Linked DNA regions of Mus musculus: region 1 is linked to region 2. The links are chromatin contacts, called in public promoter capture Hi-C maps. All regions are on one chromosome and are shown on one strand. The core of a region is the stretch at or near the end of the contact, and the rest is flanking DNA. Distances in the headings are between cores, read along the strand shown.

Region 1 (6,489 bases), core at 2,234-4,733, 2.1 Mb after region 2:
TTTGGGGTAGTGTGAGTAGTCTCCTGTGTAGAATCTATTGTTAGCAGCCATCTTTACTTACATTTTAGTCTATTACAATCAGCAACATCAGAAATAAGAGTATATGAAAGGACAATAATGTCTTACATCTACTCCTCATGGGCTTTAGGAGGACTCAGTGGCTTCCCTTGACAGGCCCAGAGCCCTGTCCTTCTGGTTATGTTTAGCTTGCCTGCATCGTCCCAGCTACAAGCCTGTTTTTCATTTTCCTCTGTGCTCTGGGCTCTGCCAACATAATTCTTAAGCCTTTTTTTTTGTTTGTTTTTGTTTTGTTTTGTTTTGTTTTGAGACAGGGTTTCTCTGTATAGCCCTGGCCCTGGCTGTCCTGGAACTCACTTTGTAGACTAGGCTGGCCTCGAACTCAGAAATCCGCCTGCCTCTGCCTCCCAAGTGCTGGGATTAAAGGTGTGCACCACCACACCGGACCGACTCTTAATCTTTTAACACTAGCCTCTGCTTCTATGGCAATCTATGGGAACAATTTGTAGTTTTCACCAAGGGCCCGTTTCCCTAACAGAGGACAAGCTCCTGCATTCCATCAGAAGCATTAGTAACTAAAATAAATGGTTAAGACCCAAAGAAGGGCTGGCGAGATGGCTCAGCGGGTAAGAGCACTAACTGCTCTTCTGAAGGTCCTGAGTTCAAATCCCAGCAACCACATGGTGGCTCACAACCACCCATAATGAAATCTGATGTCCTCTTCTGGTGCATCTGAAGACAGCTACAGTGTACTTATTTATAATAATAAATAAATCTTTGGGCCAGAGAGAGCAGGGACTGAGGGAGTTGACTGGAGCGAGAGGGACCAATTTGAGCGAGCAGAGGTCCTAAAAAATTCATTTCCCAACAACCACATGAAGGCTCACAACCCTCTGTACAGCTACAGTGTACTCATATACATACATAAAATAAATAAAATCTTTTTTCCTCTGTATGTATTTTTTTTGAGACAAAGGTCTCTCCCACCCTAATCACCATGAGCATTCTCTTTCGCTACAACATTAGGATTTTTTTAAAAAACAAGAAACAAACAACCCCCCCCCAAAAAAAAACAAAAAACAAAACCAAAAACCAAGCTCTGTGTAGCTCTGGTGGCCCGAGCATTTTTCCCCAGCCTGCTTGTCAGTTTTCTTGGTAATTGTCATTCTATCTTGGATAAGCTACTGACAAAGGTCTTTCGAATGTACAGCCCAGTCACCTGGGAGGATCAAGTACCCTCAAATTCTTTCCTTTTTTCCTTCCCTTCCCTTCCCTTTTCCCCTTCCCTTCCCTTTTTCCCTTCCCTTCCCTTTTCCCCTTCCCTTCCCTTTTTCCCTTCCCTTCCCTTTTTCCCTTCCCTCCCCTTTTTCCCTTTCCTTTCCCTTTCCTTTCCCCTTCCTTTCCCCTCCTCCCCCTCTCTTTTGTTCTTTCTTCTTGTTTGAAGTAGGGTTTCTCTATGTAGCCCTGGCTATCCTGGAACTCACTCTGTAGACCAGGCTGGCCTCAAACTCAGCTATCTGCCTGTTTCTGCCTCTGGAATTAAAGGTATGCACCACCACTAACTGGTGAAAACCTTCCACCACACAACAACGAACTAATAGCTCCCCCCTCCCTTTTTTTTCCACAGTTAACACTGAGAAAAGAGCTTTTTACTGTTGACATTTTACAACTGGGTCTGGCTGGTCTGTTGCTCATTAAATAGGTCCAGGTTTGCCTCAAATCGCATCCTTCTGCTTCTTGAATGCTGGAAATACAAACCTTAGTTAGTATGCCTGGCCACAAAACTGTTTTTACATATTGTATCTTTCCACTTGGATCTGGTTGTTATCCAATACATCTATGTAGCAACTTTCTCCAAGTTTTCCTTGATACTTTTCTGTCTGCCTTCCTGTCTGTGCCTCCTCGCTGTCCTATTTTCTCCTTCCTTCCCTCATCTCACCCCTGGAATGCACACAACCTCCTCTTTAGGCCATTTTTCTCTCTTATGGCTCCAAGAATATCCATACGTGTGCAAGTACACTTTAACCTTTCTTGGTTTCAAACCACACTAATTCATATTTACTTGCTTAAAAGATGTACTCATATACATAAAATAAATAAAATCTTAAAAACAAAAACAAAGAAACTCTCAACCCTCTGACCTTCACCTGTCTTGGGCCTTTCACATGCCAGCCACATTTTCAGCTTTAGTTGTTATTGTTTTCTCCCCTTGAATTTGTTCTCTCCTGCTTTAGTCTCCCAAGTGTGGGTATGCACGTGTAATGTCTAGCTCTCACAGAAATTCTTAAAGAATTTGTGTGTTTTTCTGCTCATCAGGAAAGCATTTGCCTAGATGAAAGAAAAAGGGCAAAGATGTTACTAGGGGAAATGCATATATAAAAGCAGAAGTAGCCAGAGAAGACCAGGAGAACCAGTAGATATGTTTTGTAATTTTAAGATTTTATGTGCATAAATGGTTTGCCTACATGTATACATGAGCACCATGTATGTGCCTGGTGCCCAAGATCGTTAGCTTCTGTTCTAGCTACCTTAAGTTCATCTGCTGTAGTAGTTCTGGGTCCAGATTTGGTGGGGAAGCATTCCTGCCCTGAAGTCTGATGACTACACTACAAAACCTAGACAAAATAGATCTACATTGATCATTTTAACAACTATTTCCAGAGTGCCCTCAACATTTTCTATCAATTCTGCACTCTGTCCACCATATTTAAATGTCAGGAACAGTTTGGGATCAAGAAGCTATGACACGAAGAAAACACTATGTAAAACGAAGACGCTGCCCTCTTGACTACACTTTACTATCCCTAAGAACCAAACGCCGTGCAAAGGAAAACTGGATAATCCAATTAGTCATTCATCTATACTGGAACAAGAAACATCTTTCCCTTCTCAGCCAAAGGCAAAAAGTCAAAATCAACGAAAAGCAAACGTCCTAAGAACCGCAGCACTAATGAACGACCATGGTGAGTCAGAGGAGAGGAGATGGCTGTGGCGTCTTCTTTGAGAAGGGTCTTTGCAGTTTCCCCTACTGCGACCCATTTCTGGTGGCTCAGTCAATCCACAAGTTCCTTTTCCTTGGAGTGAAGGAAGCAATCGCCTCATGGTGACAGGCACATTTAGGACCCTGTGGTTATCCGGGATGGGAAAGTCCTCCCTATGGTGAAGCGGAGCCTGATTCTTCAGAAACCGACCTAGAGAACTCTGAAACCCCGTGGGTCTCCCGAGTGTGGCAGGAACGCAGCCTAGCGCCTGCCATACCGCGTGGGGACCGCCAGTCTTGGGTCCTTCTGGCCTCCAGCGCACTGTCACACGCGGCACTCCCCACCCACCCGTCTACCCACTCTCAGGTCTCTTTTTCTGAGCTCTCAGGTAAGCAGGACTTCTTGGCTCGGCCTCCTAAGGTGACGTAACCCAGGAGAGGCCCGCCCCTCCCGTGGCGTGACGTCATCATGCCGCGCGGTCGCCGTACTCCGAGACTGGAGTTTACCACGGAGACTGCTCCGCAGCGGCTGGTCCGGGCGGCAGCGGCGGCGCTCCGGCTGCTCAGCCGCCTGGGAGCCCGGCGCCTAGCACCTCGGCTCGGACGGCCCAGGAGCCCTGGTGAGTGAGCGCGGCCCTGACACACGGCCTTTCCCTCTGCCCTCAGCCGGGGGCGCGGCCTTCCCCCAACCCGGGTACCCCCCCCAGCCCGGGTCGGTAGGAGATGAGCTGGGGCGCTGCAGGCATAGCGCTGCCTTCTCGGCTTCTCCGGAGCAGCTGCCGCCTGCCCCGGGAGAAGGTTTAACCTGGGAGGAAAGAATTCAGCTGAGAAACAGTAAGGGGACGTTTATTTAGTAAAGCTACACACTCCAAAGATTGGAGTGGGCTTCCTCCGAAGGTAGGCAGTAGCGCATTGGGGTTTTAAAGAAGTTTCTTAAGAATATTAGTGAGGTGTAAGGTATATTCATGCATGAAGGTAAGATAATTCCCTTTCCCTCCCAAATTATAGTGGTCTTCACCTCCTCTTGTAAGGCATTTATCCCCAGCAATCTTGAAAAAAAAAAAAAAAAGCAAGGTATGGGGTGGGAGATTTGGAAACTCCAACACATTGTAATGAAGCCAGTGCCTTTTGAGAATGCAGACCCTTTAACGCGGTTTTGGCAATTTGTTAAGTATCGTTTGCCTTGGTGGAACATCCCAAATACAGTTTTACAGATTTTGACCATGGGAACCTTAGTGTAGTCCCTGCTTAACCGGGAGACACAGCTACCAAGATACTGTTGCAGCTTCCATGATTACCGCATATCTAACTCCTTGCCTACCTAGGTCTCCCTAATACTTGATGGTAAGCTTGGTGTTCTTAGGGGAGAACTCCTTTCTCTCTCTCTCTCTCTCTCTCTCTCTCTCTCTCTCTCTCTCTCTCTCTCTCTCTCTCTCATTGCCTTTTTTCTTCCTTCTAGAATGATTTAGAATGGAACCCCTCTATTTACATATTAGCTGTTCTAGAATGTGTAGTTTTTGAATGGTGAATATATGGTCAGGCTTTGTGCTAGGAGGAAAGTTGCAGCCCTGAGGTTACTGTCATTTATGAAACAAATCTTAAAGTTTAATCACAGGCTGGGCCTTGTGCTAGAACACTAGGAAATCTTCATAATCTTCAGCTCCTGAGAATTCAGCAAATCCCCAGTTTCTTGCATCTCATAGTTTGAAACTATGTTAGCTTAAGCAAACCTTTTAAAAACAAAAAGCATTTACTTTAGCAAGTTGTCTCAGTTTTTGGTTAAATACATGTTGCAGAGTTTGGGGGGGGGGGGGAGTGTCCAGAGTCCTTTTGAAGGAGCTACTGAACAAAAGATGACAATGTAGAATCTCAGTTTTAATCTTAGGAAATTAGGATTGTAGACTTTAGATGAATAGTTTCTTTTTTCTTTGGTTCATTTTAGAAAGTTTTGCATCCTCAAAGGACAGTTTTCATAAGCACCTTCATTGCATCCCCTAGAAAGTGTTCTGAGGAGGAAAATCCCAGGGAGAATCTGAGGCAGGTGGATCTCTGTGAGTTCAAGGCCAGCCCAGTCTACAGAGTAAGATTCAGGATAGCTGGGGCTACCCAGAGAAACCTTGTCTCAAAAAAAAAAAACAAAAACAAAAACAAAACAAAACATAGATACCAAAATCTGAGTGTGCTGGTCTTCTTTGTTTACTTTGTTTCTTTGAAACAAAAGTCTCTTTATGGAGCCCTGGCTGGCCTGGAGCTCATTATGTAGACCAGGGTGAGCTCCAACTTGCAGAAATCTACCTTTGTCTCCTGAATGCTTGGCTTGCATATACCACCACACCTGGCTCTGAAGTCATGTAGAGTTAAATGCATAGTATTTGCATATACCACTTACATACCCTATCAAGACAAGTTCTGGATTACTTATCACATCTAAAACAGTACAGTTATTTACTGTATTTGTGTTGGCTAGTTTTATATCTGTGACAAAAGCTATGGTCATCTGAGAGGAGAGAGCCTTGATTAAGATAATGCCTGCAGAAGATTGGGCTGCAAGCAGTTAAGCTGGTAGGGCATTTTTTAAATTAGTGATTGGTCGGGAGGGGCTTCTCTCACTGTGCCATTCATGGACTGCAGGCCTCTGTAAGAAAGTAGACTGAGCTAGCTGATTGGTGGTGATGCACACCTTTAGCCCCAGCTCTTGGAAGGCAAAGGGAATCAGATCTCTGTTCCAAGCCAGCCTGGTCTACAGAGTAAGTTCCAGGACAGCCAGGACTACACAGAGAAACCCTGTCTCAAAAAGAAAAAAACCAAAATCAAAACAAAGAAAAGAAAGTAGAAAGGAAGGAAGGAAGAAAAGAAAGAAAAGGAAATTGAGCAAGAGAGAGAGAGAAGGAAATTGAGCAAGCCATGAGGAGCAAGTCAGTAAGCTACCCTGACCCTGTAGCATCATCCCTACCTTATCTCCTGGAATATTAGTTCCCATCTCTGTTCCAGTCACTAGACTGTGACTCAGGATATGTAAGACAAATAACCCTTTCCTCCCAGGTTGCTTTTTGGTCACGATGTTTTATCACAGCGTAATAACGCTAAGATAGTATTCACTAGGAAAAATGATAAAAATCTGCACATGTTCAAAATCAGTTCTTTAGTTTTTAATATTTTGCTCTTTACTGGGTTGAATCCAAAGATATAGAATGTTAAGTTTGGAGAAAGAAGAGGTAACCTTTACTGGGGTCGGTGTTGGCCAGATTGTGGTGGTGCCAGGGTCAAAAGTGCTCTGTATTTGTGGAAGTTGTGGTTAAGGAACCCTTTTAGTTCCTGAATTTGTAGAACTAATTGTGTGTTTGGTTTCCCACTTCTTCATTATGATCTTTTTCCCTTGTAGCCACATTGTCCAAGGACTCCTTTGTTCTTTCTCCTTAGTGCTTGATGGGCGGCATTATGGCCCCTAAAGACATAATGACAAACACTCACGCTAAGTCCATCCTCAACTC
Region 2 (6,767 bases), core at 1,252-3,751:
GAAGTGGGACTAAGGGACTGAAAGTTCCTATCTCCAAGTTCAAAATGAAAGCAAAAGCAAGCCAGAGCTCCTGAACAGCATCAACTAAACACAGGCACGGGAAAGGCATTCCAGATTAAAAAGCAAACGCATTTCCTCTTGGTATCATTGTCAAATTCAGAACAAGTCAGCCCCCACCCAGTTCCAGAGACAATGATGAAATTTTTCCACTAAACTGTCAGCCATGGGAAACTTGTCCAGCACTGGAAAACAAGTTTAGCCACACTCCAATATCCCTTGTTCCTTTCTTCAGAAAAGTTAAGTGACATGTCACATTTTGGTAGCCCTGAGTCACATCTGGTAGAGAGGTCTCTGTCCTGCAGTAAACATGTTGTGATGAGACAGACAGAGATAAACAGGCAAGTGCTCTGTGAGTCTCCCCGTGCTTGCATAAGCTTGGATCCACACTGCCTGGGCTATATAGAAGTGTGTGTGTGTGTGTGTGTGTGTGTGTGTGTGTGTGTGTAAGGGTCCTCAATTCTCAATTCCTCCTCAGGACGGCTCAGCGGTTAACATATTGTAGTCAAGTGCAGTGCTATCGCTCTATCTGCCCCTGTTCAAAATGAATGTCATCAAAAAAGATGACACAGGAGGGTACAGACAAGGAGCCTTGGGCAGCTTTATAGACACAGAAACTACAGCCCCCTTAGCACAGCCAGCAGAGGGAGGTCGAAAGGTCACCCCCTGTTCCTCTCGGCAGCATTAAAGGGACTTACCATCTCAGTTAAAACAAAAAACATGTCACTTGGGGGAGGGAGTGACACTTCTTGGAGCCTGAGGGAATCACAAGCTTTGTGAAGAAAGCCTAGGTGTTCAACTAGTCCATCATTACACATAAGGTGGGTGGAAAGAGGTCAGGTTTGCAAAACTTCCACAAAAATTTAAAAGTCCCACAAGGAGTGAGTGGGCTCTCTTCCCCAAGGGACAACACACACACACACACACACACACACACACATAAAGCACACATGCACTCACCTGGCTTCCTGACTTTGAGCTGCTCAGACCAAAGAAGGAATGTCATTAGCTTATTCTAGTGAGCTCCTCCGGGGCCCACAGCCATTTGGACAAGGCTTTAACCTAACGGGAGGCCTTTCTGCTCCCCTATCCCAGACCCTGCACCCTTTCCGGAGAAAATTTCCAAGGCATCAATCCCCAAGGCATTTAAGTTCCTTCCGGGAGCTGACATCTCTCTCAGCCCAGTTGTGAGCTGGCCTAAGGAGCCTGAGCTGGCAGTCCCGATGGTAACTCCAGCAAAGGCGCATTATTTATCCTGGCTGCTGCTGTAATTGATACAGAGATGTATTCAATACAGCTCGCCAATAGTCTGGAAGACCTCGGGCTGGAAAATAAACAGCTCCATGTGAACGGTCCTTTCCAATTCTGGTTCTAGCTGCCGGCTCAGCATGTGTGCAACTTGAACCGAGGCCCCAATCAGCCCAGGCTCTGCCCTGCCACCTGTCAGTTCTCCACCCTGGGGGTTGGTTCAGGAGGCAGAGAGGGATCTCCAAGCACTAGCTTAACCTCTGGCTCCACCTAACGGCAAGACATCTACACCCCCCTTTCATAGATGGACAAACTGAGCTTCGTTCAGGAAGATGCTCAAAAAAAAAAAAAAAAAAAAAAATCCGCACTCGGAGGAGGCTAATTGGCATAGGAAGGTAACGGTCACCTATTTAGCTTCCCAAGCTACAATCTTCTTCTCTAGCCTTCCTACAGAAGGGAGAGTACTGTGAACTTTCTAAGTTAGCATCTTAGATCTCGCCAGCCCTTTGTCTGCAAAATAGGGTTTCACACACGTTCTTCAAACAATCTCAGATGAGTGAGTCATTAGAACGTTTGCTGAATAATGAAGAACACAGAGGACTGAGATGGAGCTGATAGACAGGAACAAATGGTGCCTAGCTTCCCCCTCCGAACCTAGCCGAACATCATTCATCCTCTCTGACCTTTGCGAGCTTCCCCATCACTTTTATTCGGTTAAGACACTTCTGCGAGGGGTGGGGGAAGCTACGTGGCGGGCTGGGCTTGCCTGGAGACGGTCTGCGCTCACCTTTAAATCAGGAGGCTTGCTTCGGGGACCCGGGTTGGGTGCCACCGCAGCGCCAGCATCTGAAGTTGGCCCGCCAGCGGAGTTAGCACTCGAGGCCTCCCCATGCCGGAGGTCCGCGCCTGGCAGAAGGCAAGCAGCGTCTTCCATCCCAGCCCCATCCTCCTCGCCCTGCTGTTGCTGCAGCTCGTCCGATTTGCACCTCTTCATGGTGTAAGTGGGTCGGCAAGGGGAATCTGTCCTTCTAGCGTGCTATCTTGGGGAGAGACCGCACCCCCCTCTTGCACTCAAAAGACCTGGGGTTTAAATTATGGACGAGGGGAGTAGGCAGATCACGAGTTCTTGAATTTAAGAAATTATCTTTTTAAAGGAGGATGAGGGAGGGGCGAAGAGGGGGAGCCTTAGGATAGTTCATTCCGACCTGGGGAGCGGAGGCAGGTCGCGGGCGAAGCCGGGCTGCAGCGGTCCTTAGGCAGTCACTGGCGCGGGAGGGGGGCCGCTCCCGACCCCCAAACTTTCTGCCTCAGGGCCCCGCAGGGCGGCGGGGAGCTGGACCACACCGCGCATCCCCGCCCGCAGGCCGGACTGCTGGGCCAGGCAGGGCACGCGGGAGCCGGCCGGGCGGGTCCCATAGGGCCGCCCTGGGCACCCGGCCCCGCCGCCGCCCGCCGCCCGCCGCCGCCCCGCATGGGCCTGCCTCCTCCCGCCCCGCGCCCCGCTCCTCGTCAGCAGCCGCGCAAGGCTGCGGCCACAGCCCGCCGCGAGCGCGGCCTACCCCGCCCGGGCCTCCGCCCGCCAGCGCCAGGGCGAGGCGAGCGCAGATGGCGCCGCCCGCCAATGGGAAGGCCGGAGGGCTGCGCAACGGCGCGCGGACACCGCTGTAGGCTTGGTTGCACCGCGCGTCCCCCGGGAGGGTCTGGAGGGCTGAGGCTGTGTTGGAGCTCAGCTCTGTGCCGGCTTTGGAGCCACCTCTCCCAGGCTAGGCCTTCACGATCACCCCGCCCATTCGCTTTGTTGGGGGACACATTAAGTGTTTATCATCACTCCCCTAACTCTGCACCTTATATTATATGCATCCCTTCAGTTAGAGACAAGCTAGTCCCTTCTAGAATAGGTGGTTTGGGTCGCAAACCCATGCCTACCTTCATAGCTACAAAAGCAAAGGAGAGGGACTGTTCTGCTACATCCCCTCTTTCTCTGTTTTAAATACACATCTCATAAGAACGCAGGCTTTATGTTTAGAAACTCAGTGCCCAAATACATGCTCACCAGAAGCAGCTTTTTAAAAGGAATGGGTATTAATGGTAGGTATTAATGATATGTACTGAAGACTGGAAAAAGAATGTTACATTTGCCCCATACTATTGCTAAGCAGTTTGGAAGATGAGAGCAGATGGAGCTACCAAAAAATGGAGAGTAGTAGTATTCTACTCTATTAATTCCTATTCGTTCTGCAAACTGTATGCCTTCTTTGGCATGGATGGGTTGCCCTTATTCAGCATCCAGTAGTTCTTAAGGCATAGACTGGACCCTGCATCATCACCATCGTAGTCATCATCATCATCACCACCACCAGGGAACCAGACAGAAATACGAATTCCTGGATACAACTAAATCAGAAGTCATGGACCCAAAGATCCATGTTTCACAAGCCCGTCGGGTAATTCTCACACAAGGTAACATCTGAGAAACACAGGCCTGGGCTACTGTAAAAGGCTGCGCCTCCCCCTGTGAGTCACAGAGCTTTCTCTGAAGGATTTTACAGTTTGCCAGTCTCTTTCACACTCACCAAACCCTTCTTGCCTCACTTCGGTCCCACTAGTCTGTGAGTTTCCTAACTCTGTTAAGCCTTTCCCCCATTCCAGTCCCTTATTTTGATGTGTATCCTAAAAGAGACCAAGTTGTTAAGAATTTACTCTATTCAGGGAGCCACTTTCTAAACTAAGCTGCTCTGTTTTTAGAAGATGGGAATTTAGAATGGGCTGGGAATGCAAAAACACTCTACCTCCCCACCCCATATCCACTACACGGTATCAGGCACAGTTTGGGAATGCAAAGCTATAAGCCTTTTGGATTTTCAATGTTGAGGAATGGCAGAGTGCCAGAGCCAGAGCAGATCGTGGGCAGGGACTAGACAAGCTGGGGGGGGGGCGTGGAGAGCAGATTCCCTCGGTACATGGTACAAAGGAGAGAAACACACTGCTCTCTGCCTGGGCTGAGAGAGGAACGTGTAGAGGCCCCTAAAGCATGAGCAAGTCTTGGGTGGCAATGGGTTTGGAACACACAGTGGGCCCTTCTTGACTCCAAGCTAAAGAAGAGCAGAAGGGGTTCTTCGAGAATCCTTCAAGAATGGGGCTGGAGATATGGCTCAGCAGTTAAGAGCACTGGGCTCTCCTCCAGAGGTCCTGGGTTCGAAATAGCAGTGCCCAAATAGCAGCTAACAACTTCCGTCCCAGGGAACCTAACATTTTCTCTGACCACTTCTTCCAGGCTGCCTGAGCATTAAACATCAGGCACACACGTGGTGCATAGTCATACATGTGGGCAAAGCACTTGTACATATGAAAATACAGTAAATAAATTCATAACAGAAAATTAAATAACCCCTAGGAAGCAGAAAACATCATAATTTTTACTTATGCTTCATTTCTATAACAAATCGATGATCATCCAAGTTTGATTTTGAGGCAGTGCTTCACTATGAATAGCTCAGGGTAGCCTCTAAATTGTAATCTCCCTGAATCAGCCTCTGAGGGTTGAAATTAGAAGCATCTGGCTTAGGTTTGATTTTTAAAATAGTATTATGTATTTATTATGTCTGTGTTAGCCAGGGTTCTCAAGAGTCATAGAACTTGTGGAATGTTCTTAAGGGAATGTAGTGGAATGACTTACAGTCTACAATCCAACTAACCCAACAATGGTCAGCGGTGAATAGGAAGTCCAAGAATCTGGTAGTTGCTCAGTCCCAGGAGGATGGTTGCTTCAGCTTGTCTTCTGTATAAGCTGGAATCCTGAAGAAGTAGGCTCCAGCAGATGTGCTGGCAAGTAAGTGCAAGCAGATGATGAAGAGTGAGTCTTCTGTCTTCCAACCTTATGGAGCCTTCAGGAGGAGGAATGGTGTGCCACCACGCCTGGATTTGGAATTTGCTCTGTCTCAGGCTGGCCTTGAACTCAGAGACCTGCTTTCCTCAGTCTTCTGGGATTAAAGGCTTGTACCACATTGCATGAACCTAAGCTTTTCATGGCCACTATGCCTCAAGATCTGAATCAAAGGTGTGTGTCATCCCATGTTGAGATCTGGGTCAGAAATTTTTGTCTTCCAGCCTCAAGATCTGGATCACAGGTGTGCCCTCCAGCTCTGGGTTATAGTTCATTCCGGATGTAGTTAAGTTGACAGCCAGGAATAGCCATAACAATGTCCAAGGTGTGAAATACATCAACAGGAAGTCTTTGGTGTGTTTCATAAAAATCCTCTTTGTTTTCCTTCTTTTCAGGGTGAGCTACTGGGACTTGAACCCAGAGATTCACACATATTAAGCATATGTTCTACCACTAAACTACACCTCCATCCCTAATCCGTGTCCAAGTTTCTTAGTTATTTGGAAATTGGGGTAATGGCTATCTACCTCTTAGAGTGTTGAGTAATATATATAAAGTATCTAGACACTGCGTGGCACAAGGTTTCAGGCTATGACCTCTATCATAGATGTCATCCATAGAATTCAAATAGATCTCAACCATTTCTGAAAGGGACGTACAATCAGTCAATCAATCAATCAATCAATCAATCAATCTACTTCAAAGGAAGTTTAGGAGTGACATCATTGAAGAGACCTAAATGACCCGTAGCAGCTGGGTTGAAGCAAGTGACAGATTTTCATTAGCCATACAACACAAGCAACCTGAGATCCATACAACTTGGAAGCATTTTGCTGATTGAAATTCTGCTTTAAAGGATTGGATTGATGGTCTTCCTATTGTTCTCTGTTGCTTTGAGAAAACACAAGCGCAAATTATATATTTATACTTAAGGTAGGACAAACCTTTGCAGACTTACAAAGCAAGAGGCTATGTTTGGTATATAGGAGTAGAATATCTCATTTTGTTTTGGTACATCTATTTATTATAACTAAGTATGGTATAGTGGGAAGCCTGTTAGTCATGTCAAATGTATTATAATTTTACTTATTCACTTTACACCCCACTCATTGCCCCCTCCTGGTTACCCCTGCCCACAATTCTTCCCTTGGTCCCTCCCTTTTTCCTCTGAGCATGTGGGGACCCCCTGGATATTCCCCAACCCTGGCCCATCAAGTCTCTGTGAGGCTAGGTGCATCCTCTCCTGAGGCCAGACACAGCAGCCCAACTAGAAAAACATACCCCATGTATAGGCAACAACTTTTGGGACAGCCCCGACTCCAATTGTTAGGGACCCACATGAAGACCAAGCTGCACACCTGCATATGTTCTTTGGTTGGTGGCTCAGACTCTAAGAGTCCCAAAGGTCCAGGTTAGTTGACTCTGTTGGTCTTCCTGTGAGTTCCTATCCCCTGAAGGGCATATCCAAAACTTTATGTGAGAATTCTGATTCTGAGACAGCCAAATCGATGAACCTATGTTCTCAACTGTAAGTGAACAGGGTCAGCCATATGCATGGCTCTTCGCATTGCTATTGTGA

The links. Promoter capture Hi-C pulls out the DNA fragments that hold promoters and counts their contacts.
Region 1: a promoter capture Hi-C map of erythroid cells shows a contact between it and region 2, with 3 times the contacts expected there. The contact joins the promoter of Klhl12 here to the promoter of Tmcc2 in region 2. A contact is called at or near these places in 2 of 39 promoter capture datasets (erythroid cells and liver).

The regions. Positions count from the first base shown.
Region 1 is chr1:134,452,048-134,458,536 of GRCm38.p6, forward strand. It overlaps Klhl12 (kelch-like 12), which reads left to right and starts at 3,484. Exons shown (of 12, transcript NM_001311136.1): 1 at 3,484-3,618; 2 at 6,419-6,489. The coding sequence starts at 6,425.
Region 2 is chr1:132,388,885-132,395,651 of GRCm38.p6, forward strand. Tmcc2 (transmembrane and coiled-coil domains 2) reads right to left here and starts at 2,502. Exons shown (of 5, transcript NM_178874.3): 1 at 2,093-2,502. The coding sequence starts at 2,299.